4 separate regions of the Sus scrofa genome follow, and regions 2, 3 and 4 are each linked to region 1. Evidence: chromatin contacts called from public HiChIP or PLAC-seq data. All regions are on one chromosome and are shown on one strand. The core of a region is the stretch at or near the end of the contact, and the rest is flanking DNA. Distances in the headings are between cores, read along the strand shown. Region 1 overlaps LOC102160389 (a long non-coding RNA gene). Region 2 overlaps ERI1 (3'-5' exoribonuclease 1). Region 3 holds the start of ERI1 (3'-5' exoribonuclease 1). Region 4 has its middle 38 kb from the start of ERI1.

Evidence for each region. HiChIP or PLAC-seq counts read pairs in DNA pulled down with a chosen protein or histone mark.
Region 2: an H3K27ac HiChIP or PLAC-seq map of alveolar macrophages shows a contact between it and region 1. The contact joins two enhancer-like sites. A contact is called at or near these places in 1 of 47 Hi-C or Micro-C datasets (embryonic fibroblasts) and 1 of 2 datasets of contacts at active chromatin or transcription factors (alveolar macrophages).
Region 3: a contact with region 1 is called in an H3K27ac HiChIP or PLAC-seq map of alveolar macrophages, with 7 times the contacts expected there. The contact joins the promoter of ERI1 here to the enhancer-like site in region 1. A contact is called at or near these places in 2 of 5 promoter capture datasets (fetal liver and liver), 29 of 47 Hi-C or Micro-C datasets (adipocytes, adipose tissue, alveolar macrophages and 15 more) and 2 of 2 datasets of contacts at active chromatin or transcription factors (alveolar macrophages and skeletal muscle).
Region 4: a contact with region 1 is called in an H3K27ac HiChIP or PLAC-seq map of alveolar macrophages. The contact joins two enhancer-like sites. A contact is called at or near these places in 1 of 47 Hi-C or Micro-C datasets (epiblast stem cells) and 1 of 2 datasets of contacts at active chromatin or transcription factors (alveolar macrophages).

Annotation. Positions count from the first base shown.
Region 1 is chr15:56,313,004-56,315,874 of Sscrofa11.1, forward strand. All of the region lies in intron 1 of LOC102160389 (a long non-coding RNA gene), which reads right to left. Among named protein-coding and RNA genes, the nearest start is that of MFHAS1, 110 kb to the left of the region's middle. Within about 2 kb of position 1,503, at least 10 of the 83 cell types and tissues checked have an H3K27ac peak or open chromatin away from gene starts, as enhancers often do. A contact at or near this core is called in adipose tissue and alveolar macrophages, where this site is marked.
Region 2 is chr15:56,098,271-56,101,141 of Sscrofa11.1, forward strand. ERI1 (3'-5' exoribonuclease 1) reads right to left here. Exons shown (of 7, transcript XM_021075032.1): 7 at 1-1,655. The coding sequence ends at 1,413. Among named protein-coding and RNA genes, the nearest start is that of ERI1, 24 kb to the right of the region's middle. Within about 2 kb of position 1,426, at least 5 of the 83 cell types and tissues checked have an H3K27ac peak or open chromatin away from gene starts, as enhancers often do. A contact at or near this core is called in alveolar macrophages, where this site is marked.
Region 3 is chr15:56,122,053-56,124,923 of Sscrofa11.1, forward strand. It overlaps ERI1 (3'-5' exoribonuclease 1), which reads right to left and starts at 1,468. Exons shown (of 7, transcript XM_021075032.1): 1 at 1,191-1,468. The coding sequence starts at 1,298. It overlaps LOC106508273 (a long non-coding RNA gene), which reads left to right and starts at 1,554. Exons shown (of 3, transcript XR_001305012.2): 1 at 1,554-1,822.
Region 4 is chr15:56,160,478-56,163,348 of Sscrofa11.1, forward strand. No RefSeq gene overlaps it. Among named protein-coding and RNA genes, the nearest start is that of ERI1, 38 kb to the left of the region's middle. Within about 2 kb of position 1,499, at least 3 of the 83 cell types and tissues checked have an H3K27ac peak or open chromatin away from gene starts, as enhancers often do. A contact at or near this core is called in alveolar macrophages, where this site is marked.

The sequences.
Region 1 (2,871 bases), core at 253-2,752:
TTCTGACCAATTTATTTAACAATTTTCCAGTCTGTGCCAGTTGACTGTGGCCTCAGTGGGTCACTGAGTTTGCCTCTGGCTGCAGGCAGGAACAGGTCACACACTGGGATCTCAGCAGGCAGGCTGTACGCCAACATTCTGCAAAACGTCCAGAAAGGGCTTTCACAACTTAATGCTGAAAGGCACCCTAAAGTTTATATCACTGAAAATTCAGCCTTAATAGATCAACCTCTTCATCCCACAAAGCTAGGTCTTCAATTTGTGATTTTAGAAAGAGAGACATGTTCAATTCTAGACTCTTTTCATTCGTTTCTGTCCCTATGAGGGATGATTCTCTGAATTTATTCTCAAAGTCTGCAACCATTTAAATATGGAGACAAATGCTTAACCCACTCATTAGAGGAATTAGACATGGATTTTCTTCTAACCTGCTTTTTGAGCAGCCTCTTGGTTGGACTCAGACAACCCAAGATATACTTTTGTGTAAAACATCATGCTCTTTGAGAAAACCTAACTGATTTTCTGTTTACAAAATATTTCAGAAATCAAGGTAAAAGCCTTTAGAACTAAACCTTGGAAATTTTAATTTCCAAATATTAAGAAAGAAATGTATGACAGTAAACATGTATTATTCTGTCTTGACATCTGGCATTGTGATTAGTTTCTTTCCAGAAAATAACTTTAAATCATGATGTGAAGTTAAATGTAAAAATCTAACAAGAGAGGAAAATGGCTTCAGGATCTTAGAATTCAAAAGTGTCTCTGCTGTTTGCATCAACATTCCTTCTCTCATGAGTATTCATAATTCCATCACATTTCAGTCATCAAACAGCCAACACATAGAGCTACCTAAGGTGACATTTGTACTGATTTAATACTTACAATAATCTTGCAAAGAAGGTACTATTATATTCTTTTTACAGATAGACAGCAAGAGTCAATTGCCTGAAGTAAATAAGTAATCAAAGGCAAAGCACAGTTCCAATCCTCTGACCTGACTAAAGGGTACAAAATTTTAGCAATTGCATTTTACCATATGTCTGATTATTATCAGAGGCAAATTGGGAGAGGGTAAAATTAAGGTATTGGGCAATAATCTTAATGGTAGCTAACTCTGACCAATCCTCAGAGGTCAAATTTCTGGGGTACCAAATTCCTCTTTGAGGAAAGTAGCAAAAGGGGGTGGGTTTATCACGTTCTGCGAGAGTTTTGCATTCTGCTGAGCTGCATCGTGGTTGCAGTCAGCAATTGCTGTATTCCCTTCAGCTGTCTTGTACTCCTTTAGCCCCCTCCTGTTGAGAGTTTTGCGGTATGCTGCGCCACCTGGTGGATACTGTAAGCAACTACCCCTTTTTTAAGCATACATACATCACACTGTCCTGCTGCGCTTTGCGGTCTACTGCGCCACCTGGTGGTTATTGTTAGGAATTACTCTATTCTCTTCATCTGTCTTGCAAGTCTTCGCCCTATCCAGCTGTTTTTGCATTCAACTGCGCCACCTGGTGGATGCTGTTAGCACTTACTCTATTCCTTTCAGCTCTCCTGTACGTCTTTGTCCTGTCCTGCTGAGTTTTGCGTTCAACTGCACCACCTGGTGGATGCTGTTAGCAATTACCCTATTCTCGTCTTGTACTCTGCCCTGTGTTCTGCTGCGCCACCTGGTGGTTACAGTTAGCAAGTGATTTATAATCACTTTAGCTGTCTTGTATACTATTTATTGCCCTGTCCTTCTGAGTTTTGAGTTCTGCTGCACCACCCTGTAGTTGCAGTTAGCAATTACTATATTCCCTTCAGATGTCTTTTACATGCTTGCCTTGAGATTTGTATTCTGTTTTGCCACCTGGTAGTTGCTGTTAACATTTACTGTATTCCTTTCAGCTGTCCTATATTTCTTTGCCCTGTCCTGAATTTTGCATTCTACTGTGCCACCTGGAGGTTGCACCTAGTAATTACTCTATCCCCTTCAGCCATCTTGTACATGCTTCCCTGAGTTTTGTATTCTGCTGCACCACCTGGTGGTTACAGTTAGCAACTGCTATATTTCCCACAGCCTTGTACTTAACTTGCCCTGTCTGGCTGAGAGTTCTACATTCTACTGACAGCTGGTGGTTGCCATTAGCAATTTCTATTCTTTTCGGCTCTTTTGCACTTCTTTGTCTTGTCCTATTGAGTTCTGTGCTTTACTGTGCCACCTGGCGCTTGCAGTTAGCAACTGCTATATTCCCTTTATTTTGTACATGAATGCCTTGAGTTTTGTATTCTACCCGCCACCTTGTAGTTACTGCAATTGCTATATTCTCTGCAGTAATCTTGTACTTTTCTACCTGCCCTGCTGAGATCGCTGTGCCACCTTGTGGTTGCAGTTAGCAATTACTCTATCCCCTTCTGCTCTCTTGTGCATGCTAGCCCTGAGATTTGTATTCTCCTGTGCCCCTGCTGGTTACAGTAAGGAATTGCTATATTCCCTTCAGCTGTCTCATATTGCTTGCCCTGTCTTGCTGAATTTCACATTCTACTGCACCACCTGGTGGTTGCTGTCAGCAATTACTCTATTCCTTTCAGCTGCCTTGTATTTCTTTGCCCTTTTCTGCTGAGTTTTGTGTTCTGCTGTGCCATGTGGTGGTTGCAGTCAGCAGTTATTCCCTTCAGCTGTTTTTCACATGCTTGCATGAGTTCCATATTCTGCTGTGCTACCTGGTGGTTACAGTTAGCAATTGCTATAGTCCCTGAAGCTGTATTATAATTGCTTACCCTGTCTGAGAGTTTTGCATTAACTGTACCACTTGGTGGATGCTGTTAGCAATTACTCTGCTGAATTTTGCTGTGCCACCTGGTGGTTGCAGTTAAGAAATGCTTTATTCCCTACCGCTC
Region 2 (2,871 bases), core at 176-2,675, 210 kb before region 1:
ATTCATTATGATGCTGATTCTACAACTGTTGCTTAACAGCAGAAATTCACTCTTTCAAGCAAAAAGCCTATAGCACTGTGTGGAGAATTCTCATACCAAGAAAAATGCCTACTTTTATCCTATGCATCTGTGTTGGAAGACCGTATACAATTCATTTGATTATAATGCATAAACCATTAAAAAAAACTAGCATCACAAATTTGGGGGGAGGGGAGGTTAAGGAGAAAAAGATAGCTTTATTGCTTTGCCAGGCAAAAGGGGCCACAGCAGGTTAATATCTTAAAGACTGTGCCCCACATCACAATTATTATTAGAAAGTAAATGATAAGAAACAATGCCAATGAAATTGTTCCAAGAAAGCTACAGGGGGAAATCTAGTTCCAAAGATATGCATTTTTAGCTTCTAGGTAAGGAGAATTTTACTTTCTAAATTCCATAAACAACTTTTGTTCTCAGAATTAGTTAAGAATTAACTATTCAACATTTTGTGGTCACTCACTATGTAAAATCAATTTATAATAATAAAATATAAGATATAGTTTAAAAAAAAACATTGACTTTATTAGCCTCACTCTTAATGTTCATTACAAATACAAAAATTAAGTCTAACTCGAAACGTGGTCTCTTAGATTTAAGAATTAGGACAGATATATGACCTAAGAGGAAGGGGAACAACAATAAAATAAAAAACCCCACTAATCCAAAAACCCCCAATGATTTATTTATACATTATAAAGTTTAAGCTGTAGCCTTTACATTTCCTTAGATGGTATTTTCTTTTGACTTTCTATTAACCTCATGAGTACCTGCATTTCTAATGAGATCCTATAATCTATCACAGGTCTTTCAATTATGAAAAAAAAAACCCACAGGCAGATATGTGTACCAAGTACTTTATGAAATTCACCACTCGCAGCTGACCTTCACAAAGAAACTCCAAAAACCAAAAAGACTATGATACTCTTAAAAACCAAAGGCTATATAGGGCCTATCTTTCCCATCTTTTCTGTATTTTAAGAAATAATCTGATCTAATGCTGTTAATGTAGAAATACATTTTACATATTTTAACATCAATAAGAAATGACATTCAAGGGGAGAGCCAACATTTTAAAACCAAAAAGAACACATCTTGGACACCTTAAATTACAAATTCAGTTCTAAGCAGGAACTGCTACTGTGTAACAAATACTGCTCATATCAAAAGTGCTGATGACAAAAAATTCAATATGCCCTCCCCACAGAACTGTTCACATATATATGCATCTATCTATAACTGAAATAAGATTTTAAATGTTTAAGGTGCTTAAGTTTTGCACTGCAGGACTAATTCAATAAGTATTCATCTGCTACCTCTTTGGTAGCAGCTCCAGTTAGAGTGAATGATCCACGGGCAAAAGAGCAAAAGTGCTGTTATTTTCTGGAATGGGGCATTTGTGGAGCTGGGGTGCCCTCTATTGGTAGCGAAGAGGACACACTCATTAGCTGTCCTGCATGCATTTTCTCATTAACCCGGAGTTCACACCCATCCTGAAGCATTCGAACAGCTATTCGGGCAATGTTCTTAGAGTCATCAAGACCACTGTGAGGTCGCCCATCATAATCCATTCCGAGTTTTTCAAGCATTATTGTTAGCTTGGTTTGGCTTCTAGGAACCTGAAAAATAAACAAACAGCTTAGAAAATAATTCGATACTATTCTGCATGTCACTGTGAAGTGGAAAAAGAAGTTGCAAATTAATAGTAATAGCTAAATAAAGTTAGGCAAAGGACAAACACTCTGGGTTAAATGAAGCAAATAAAGAGCAAACCTTCAGAGCTTTTTTTTTTTTTTTTTTTTTTTTGTCTTTTGTCTTTTTTGTTGTTGTTGTTGTTGTTGCTATTTCTCAGAGCTTTTTAAAAATACATTAGAATTTTACCAAAAAAAAAAAAAAAAAAAAAGGAGTTCCCATCGTGGCGCAGTGGTTAACAAACCCGACTAGGAACCATGAGGTTGCAGGTTCGATCCCTAGCCTCGCTCAGTGGGTTAAGGAACCGGCGATGCCATGAGCCGTGGTGTAGGTCGCAGACATGGCTTGGATCTGGCGTTGCTGTGGCTGTGGCATAGGCTGGCAGCTACAGCTCCGATTAGACCCCTAGCCTGGGAACCTCCATATGCTGCGGGAAGCAGCCCTAGAAAAGACAAAAAAAAAAAAAAAGAATTTTAGATAAAAATACACAACACAGATGGAATCCTTAAGACATCTAAAAAGTCTACAGTTTTGTAATTTAATGAATAATTTATGAAAAGAAATGATTGTTCTGAACATCTACCATTTTAACCCAAACTAATTCTTTTGAATGGCATTTTTCCATAATGTATTATTTTACTTGACTGACTCCTTAGATACAGTGAAAGAATATCTGGCTTTTCTAGATGACTAAAGGTAATAAAGGTCCAGAATGAAAGAGAACATATGCTATTTTAGACCTATTTAAATACTTGCTCCATTTTGATAAATATAAAAATCTCAGACACTCCCCAAATTCCAACATGTCCTCCACTTTTGAGAACCACTACTTTGTCTTCTGTATATCCCTACCAGGAAGAAAATTTGATAAGTTTGACATGATGTGGTTGTATATAGCTGGCTTTGTCACCTATGCATCTTAGAGCCACTGTAAAATGACAGTAATAGTTATACTGTTTACTCACTGGGCTACTGGGAGAATCACAGAGCAAATGACATAAAAGCACCAAGATAAACATCAACGATTATCCTAAGCTGCAATACTGCCAATGCATCCTGAGCCTTCCACTAAACATCATCCAGAAAATGCACTTCTAAAAGTACCTTTTCTAACACACTGAATAACTTGAAATGGACTATTCC
Region 3 (2,871 bases), core at 218-2,717, 190 kb before region 1:
ACAAATGAACCTTTCCACAGACAAGAAAATCATGGACTTGCAGAATAGACTTGTGGTTGCCAAGGGGGAGGGAGTGGGGGTTACTGGGGAACTTGGGGTTAAGAGATACAAACTACTGCCTTTGGAATAGATTAGCAATGAGATCCTACTGTGTAGCACTGGGAACTACATCTAGTCACTTATGACTTGAGCATGATAATGTGCAAAAACAGAATGTGTACATGTGTGTGTAACTGGGTCACCATGCTATACAGTAGAAAAAAACTGTATTGGGGAAATAACTATTAAAAATAATAATAATAAAAATCTTCTTGGTGCAGAAAAGGTTTCTTTTGATAAGCACCTACTTACTAAGTTATTATTAAAACATATTTTCTTTCATCTTGAAACAAATTGTGTTTAAAAAAAAAAAAAACTTTAAGGACCAAGCTATTAATCCCTTTTTCATCACAGAAAATGACGATTCAGGAAGGGCGGAACCCAGTCAGATTCATGTTACTAAAAGATCATTCTAGTTGCTATGTGAAAAGAGCAAGAGCTGGGAAGCCTCTTATAAGTACCCGCACTAAGAGGTGCTCAGCATCTCTGTATTATTAATGGTATTATTTACACTCTGCAGCGCTAGTCAACAAAAAATAATTATCTGTCAAAGAAAATAAAGTTTTAAGACTGTTTTTGCAACTTTGCCACTGTAACGAAGATTGACCAGTGAGCTATCAAAAGCATTAAGAGTATCATATAAAGTCCACAGGAGAAAGAAGTAAATGGGCACAAATCAGAGACAAAGCTCCAGCTAACAGACACAATACTTTCTGCCAAGGCTGGGAGGTGGGCTTAAAGTCTTAGGAAGTGACATACCTAGAACATTTGGCGAGATTTTTAAAAGCACAGGCTAATTACGAACTAGGGCTACAAAGAATGAAAACAGGAACCGTGCCCCCCCCCCCAATGTTTACAGAAGAATTCCCACTAAAATAACTTCTAAAACCGCAGTTCACGTACTTCTCGTCTACTGTTTACTCACTTCCAGAGGGTGACTAGGACCAGAGAGCGCTCCATGACAACCACCCAGAGTAAAGCTCCCAGAGTTGGGGACCGGGAAGGCGGCCGGGGCTGGGGTCCTAGGGTGCGCAGGCTGCGGTTCCTGCGGGAAAACCCTCGAAGACTGGGGCGCGCGGACGGACTCTCACCTCGGGATTCCGATGCTGCGGCTGCTCCCCGCACTCCGACCCCAGCGACCCGCGCCGCGCGGGAGCCAGGGCCTCGCCGCCGGGCTGGTGGCTCTGCTCATCCTCCATGCTGCGTGTCACCTAAGAAGAGAACTGCTGGTGTCCGCCACTCGCTAACTCTCACTCGGCCAAGCCCGAGAGCCTCGCCTTTCTCCGTTGAAAAATTACCGGGCTCGCGTTCCCGCGGCGGCGGCCACACAAACTCCAGCGGACACCTCCCACTTCCGGGAGCGTAAGGCGTCCAGACGCCGCGCAGGCGCGGTGAGCCGGCTGGCGGAACGCGAGCGCTGAAGCTGACCGGAGCGGGGGGGAGGGGCGAGAGGAAGGCGCGCGCGGGAGAAACTGGGAGTGTGCGCTCCCGGCGCGGAGTTAAGGCTAGGCCAGAGTTCGGACCCTAGAGCCTAGAGGTTGCCACTGGAGGAAATGACCCGTCACCGTCTACTAAGAAGAAAATGATGGGCGCCCTGGAGAGAGATGAATTTTAACCGTAGCAAATAACATTTATAAAACAGTCTTCATTTTCCGTAAGGCATTTAAGACATCCACTCTGGACAAGAAGAAATGGGTCTGGACTTATTAAGAAACTGAGCAAAGTATGTGAAACAACTGTTTTCAAGAATAAGCAGTTAGGGACCTTTGTACCTGAGAGAAAAGAAACAAACAAGATGGGCCTTGTATCACCCTGGCCACCTGCTGGGAGGTAGTTTCCAGTTCAGAAGTACAAGGAGAACTCAGAGCCTAGGGTCTTGGGTAAAGACAGGGCTGACTGAGTGGAGAAGGCAGGGATTGAATTTGGGAATTTGAAGAGAGCAAGTTGGTTGGGATTTAAGAGGCAGAGTTCATGGAGAAAGCTTCAGAAATCTGCATAGGGGCACCCTTGCATCTTTAGCTGAATACAAATCAGTGAATATTTCATGTGAAACTCCTCAAGGCCAGGAAAGAACAATTATTGGGGAGCAGTAAGCCAAACAATTCTCAGAGCTCACACAGGACTTGGGAATCATTTGAATTCTCTGGAGCAGAAGTGGAGAGACTTCGAATTCATGGAATGTGCTATAGAGACCCCCAACGAGTCATGCCTTAGTAGTGAGGTAAACTTAGCTCCAGACTGGCCTCTAAAGGAAAACCATTGTAGCTCCTTCAACAGCTTAAAGACAAGCTCTGGTAGAAGCAAACTGCTCAGTAAGTAACTTAAGTGCCTGCCAAAGCAAAGTCTAATACTCTCTATGATAAAATCCAAGATTCAACAATATTAAATTCAACATATCAGGCATCCAGTCCAAAATTAATAGACATACCAAGTAGGAAAATATACAGTAAATAAAAATATATCAGGAGTTCTTGTTGTGGCCCAGCGGAAAGGAATCCGACTAGAACCACGAGGTTGCAGGTTCGATCCCTGCCCTCGCTCAGTGGGTTAAGGATCTGGTGTTGCTGTAAACTGTGGTGTAGGCTGGCAGCTGTAGCTCGGATTGGACCCCTAGCCTGGGAACCTCCATATGCCATGGGCATGGCCCTAAAAAGACAAAAGTAAAGAAGATTCAGTAGTAGGGATTGACTGATCATTTATCTATCCTTCAAATGATGGGCTTATACATTAGTACTGTTGCCAGTATCTGTGAGAATGCTAAGACACAGTAAC
Region 4 (2,871 bases), core at 249-2,748, 150 kb before region 1:
AGATGGGGAATTAAAATTTATTGAGCAGGAGTTCCCATCATGGCACAGCAGAAACGAATCTGACTAGGAACCATGAGGTTGCGGGTTTCATCCCTGGCCCCGCTCAGTGGGTTAAGGATCCCTCGTCACCCTGAGCTGTGGTGTAGGTCGCAGACGCAGCTTGGATCCCACATTGCTCTGGCTGTGTCTCCCATTCGACCCCTAACCTGGGAACCTCCATATGCCGCGGGTGTGGCCCTAAAAAAAAAAAAGAAAAATTTATTGAGCCCTGCTATGTGTCAGACACTTTACCAGGTGCTTTATGTAATCTATGGGATAATTATTGTTATTATCAATAATTATTTTTAATTATTGTTATTGTTGAGGAATCTGAGGCTCACATATGTAATTTCTCGTGGTGGAACAGCGAGCCCAAAAGAGGGAGCAGAATTTGAGTGCAGTTCTATTCCAAAATCTCTGCTCTTCCCAGAGCAGGTAGAATTACAGAATTCTACCTGGGATGACAGTCAGGATGGAGGGTGGGGTGGTGGTGGTTATATAAATGCACTGTCGTCCAAGCCTCACCAGCTGGGGGATTCTGAAGTCACACTTGTATGACTAACTCACAAACTCAAAATCCCTATTCACTTTAGAATTCTAATTTTCACCCAATGAATCAGTCTGCACTGCTACTTGCGCCAGCCTCTTCTCCCTGGAAGAACTTGCCCTCACTGACCTTGACTGCTCCATGCAGACCCCAGTTCCCCTCCTCCCCCCATGTGATGTCCTGACAGTTTAGCAGTCTCTTTCACTATCAGAAGCCACAAATTTGGTGACAAAGCAGGGTTGATGGGTACCTGTGTCTGATTCATTTGAATATTTATCAAGAGCTCTGTAGGAGGGAGGGCTGAGCCAGATCTCTGAACCTGGCTCTTACACAGACACCGGTGTTAGTTTAGTGAAAGGAGGCAGACAAACTCAGTAATTGTTAATTGTGGTGAATCTATTAAAAAATAAACAGAGCACCCAATAGGAAATAATGACAGGGAATGGGAGGGTGTTAGGTCTTCTAAGGAAACAGCTATTTCTTTTCACAAAGACAGCTTTTTTTTTTTTTTTTTTTTTTTTTAAACTTCTCAGAGCAATCATTCTTATTGGGGAAACTGAGCCAATATAAAATGGAGCATTGGTTATAATGCCTTTCCTGGAGCCATCATGCCCCTCTAAATCCTACACTCAATGCAGAATCCTACTAACCTCCTTCATCCCTACAGATCAGTGGTTCTGAAACTTGGCTAAGTTATCAGAATTGCTGGGAGAGCTTTCAGCTACCTGGGCCCTGCCTTTAGAGACTAGAATTAGTTGATTTGGGAGGAGTCTCAGGTGTGAATCATAAAGTTCCCAGATGATTCTAGTATGTAGGCTGGAGTGCAAATCACTGGTCTAGAGCAGTGGTTCTCCAACTTGAGCATGCATCAGAATTGTCTGGAGAGACTAGTCATTGCCCTGCTGGCTGGTTTCTATTGCATTGCCAAGGTCATGACCTGGGTGCCTCACAGTAACTCCTGATTTTGTGATCTATGATCCTCCTACTTAGAGCAATGCTTCTCAACCCTTAATGGGCATATGAATCAGCTGGGGAGCTTGTTGAAATGCAGTTTTGAGTGGCTGCCAGTGGCTGGGGAGTTGGGGGAGGAGGAAATGGGGAGTTTTAATGGGTACAGAGCTGCAGTTTTGCAAGATGAAAAGAGTTCTGGAGATTGGTTGCATAATGTGAATATACTTAACACTACTGAACCCTACATTTAAAAACAGTCAAGATGGTAAATTCTGTGTTATGCATATTTTAGCACAATTGTTTAAAAGTGAAGATTCAGTAGGTCTGGGGCAGGGCCTGAGCGTCTGCATTTCTTATAAGTTCCCTAGTGTTGCTGATGGGACTGCACTGCAGAAGCAAGGGTTCAGGATGCAGCAGGACTACCTGGGGAACTAGATTTAATGTGGGCTCTTCATCCCCATCTCTGAGATCTTGATTCAACCTGTATGAGATGGCTCTCAGGTGTAGCTACTCTGAACACCCCACTTTAAGATATAATCTTCATGCCCTCACTTCCAAAGGTAAGACAGATTATTTGCAGAGGCAAAAGTGATTCTGGCATTTTATTTCGCATCTGAATTAAAAGTTTCTGGTTATTTCACAGCTTTATATAGTGCAGTGGCCTTTCCTAGTTTAGTGAGCTAGGAATGGAAAGATTGTCAGCTGCAAGAGGGACTAGCCCCCAGAATTTAGGGTCTTTAATAGGCTGTGGGTTGATGATTATTCTGGAGCTCCTGGAATAGCATTTTTCTCAGCAGATCAAACCTCAGAGCCCCACAGTATGCCATACCTGACCAGGTATCCACGAAGCTTCCTGTCCTGTCACTTAACCACCCCCCACCCCAACCCATCTCCAGTTCAGAGCAAGACCCAATAACCAACCAACCCAAACCTGCTCCTGGCAAGTCTAGGGAGCCCCAGAGTCATGCACAACTACAATAGTTACTCACACAGTAGTATACTTATGTGTACTTGCTCTATGGCAGGACCTTAGCCCCATCATCTTGTTTAATCCTCTCAACAACCTGTGAAGTATTTAGTGTTATTATCACCATTTCATGCGTGAGAAAATAGAGGCTCTGCTAAGTTGGGTAACTTGCCCAGAGTCATAGAGCCAGTATGTGACAGAGCCAGGATTTGAAACTAGCTTTGTCTGGCAAGGATGCCTAGGCTCTTTATATTGTGGAGATTGGCTTTCCACTGGCCAAGAATTTGGGCCAAAAGTGGATTGCAGCTCTGGAGTGCTAATTAGCATTAGAGCTGTGAACTCTGTGCCTGAAAAGAGCCCTCCATTC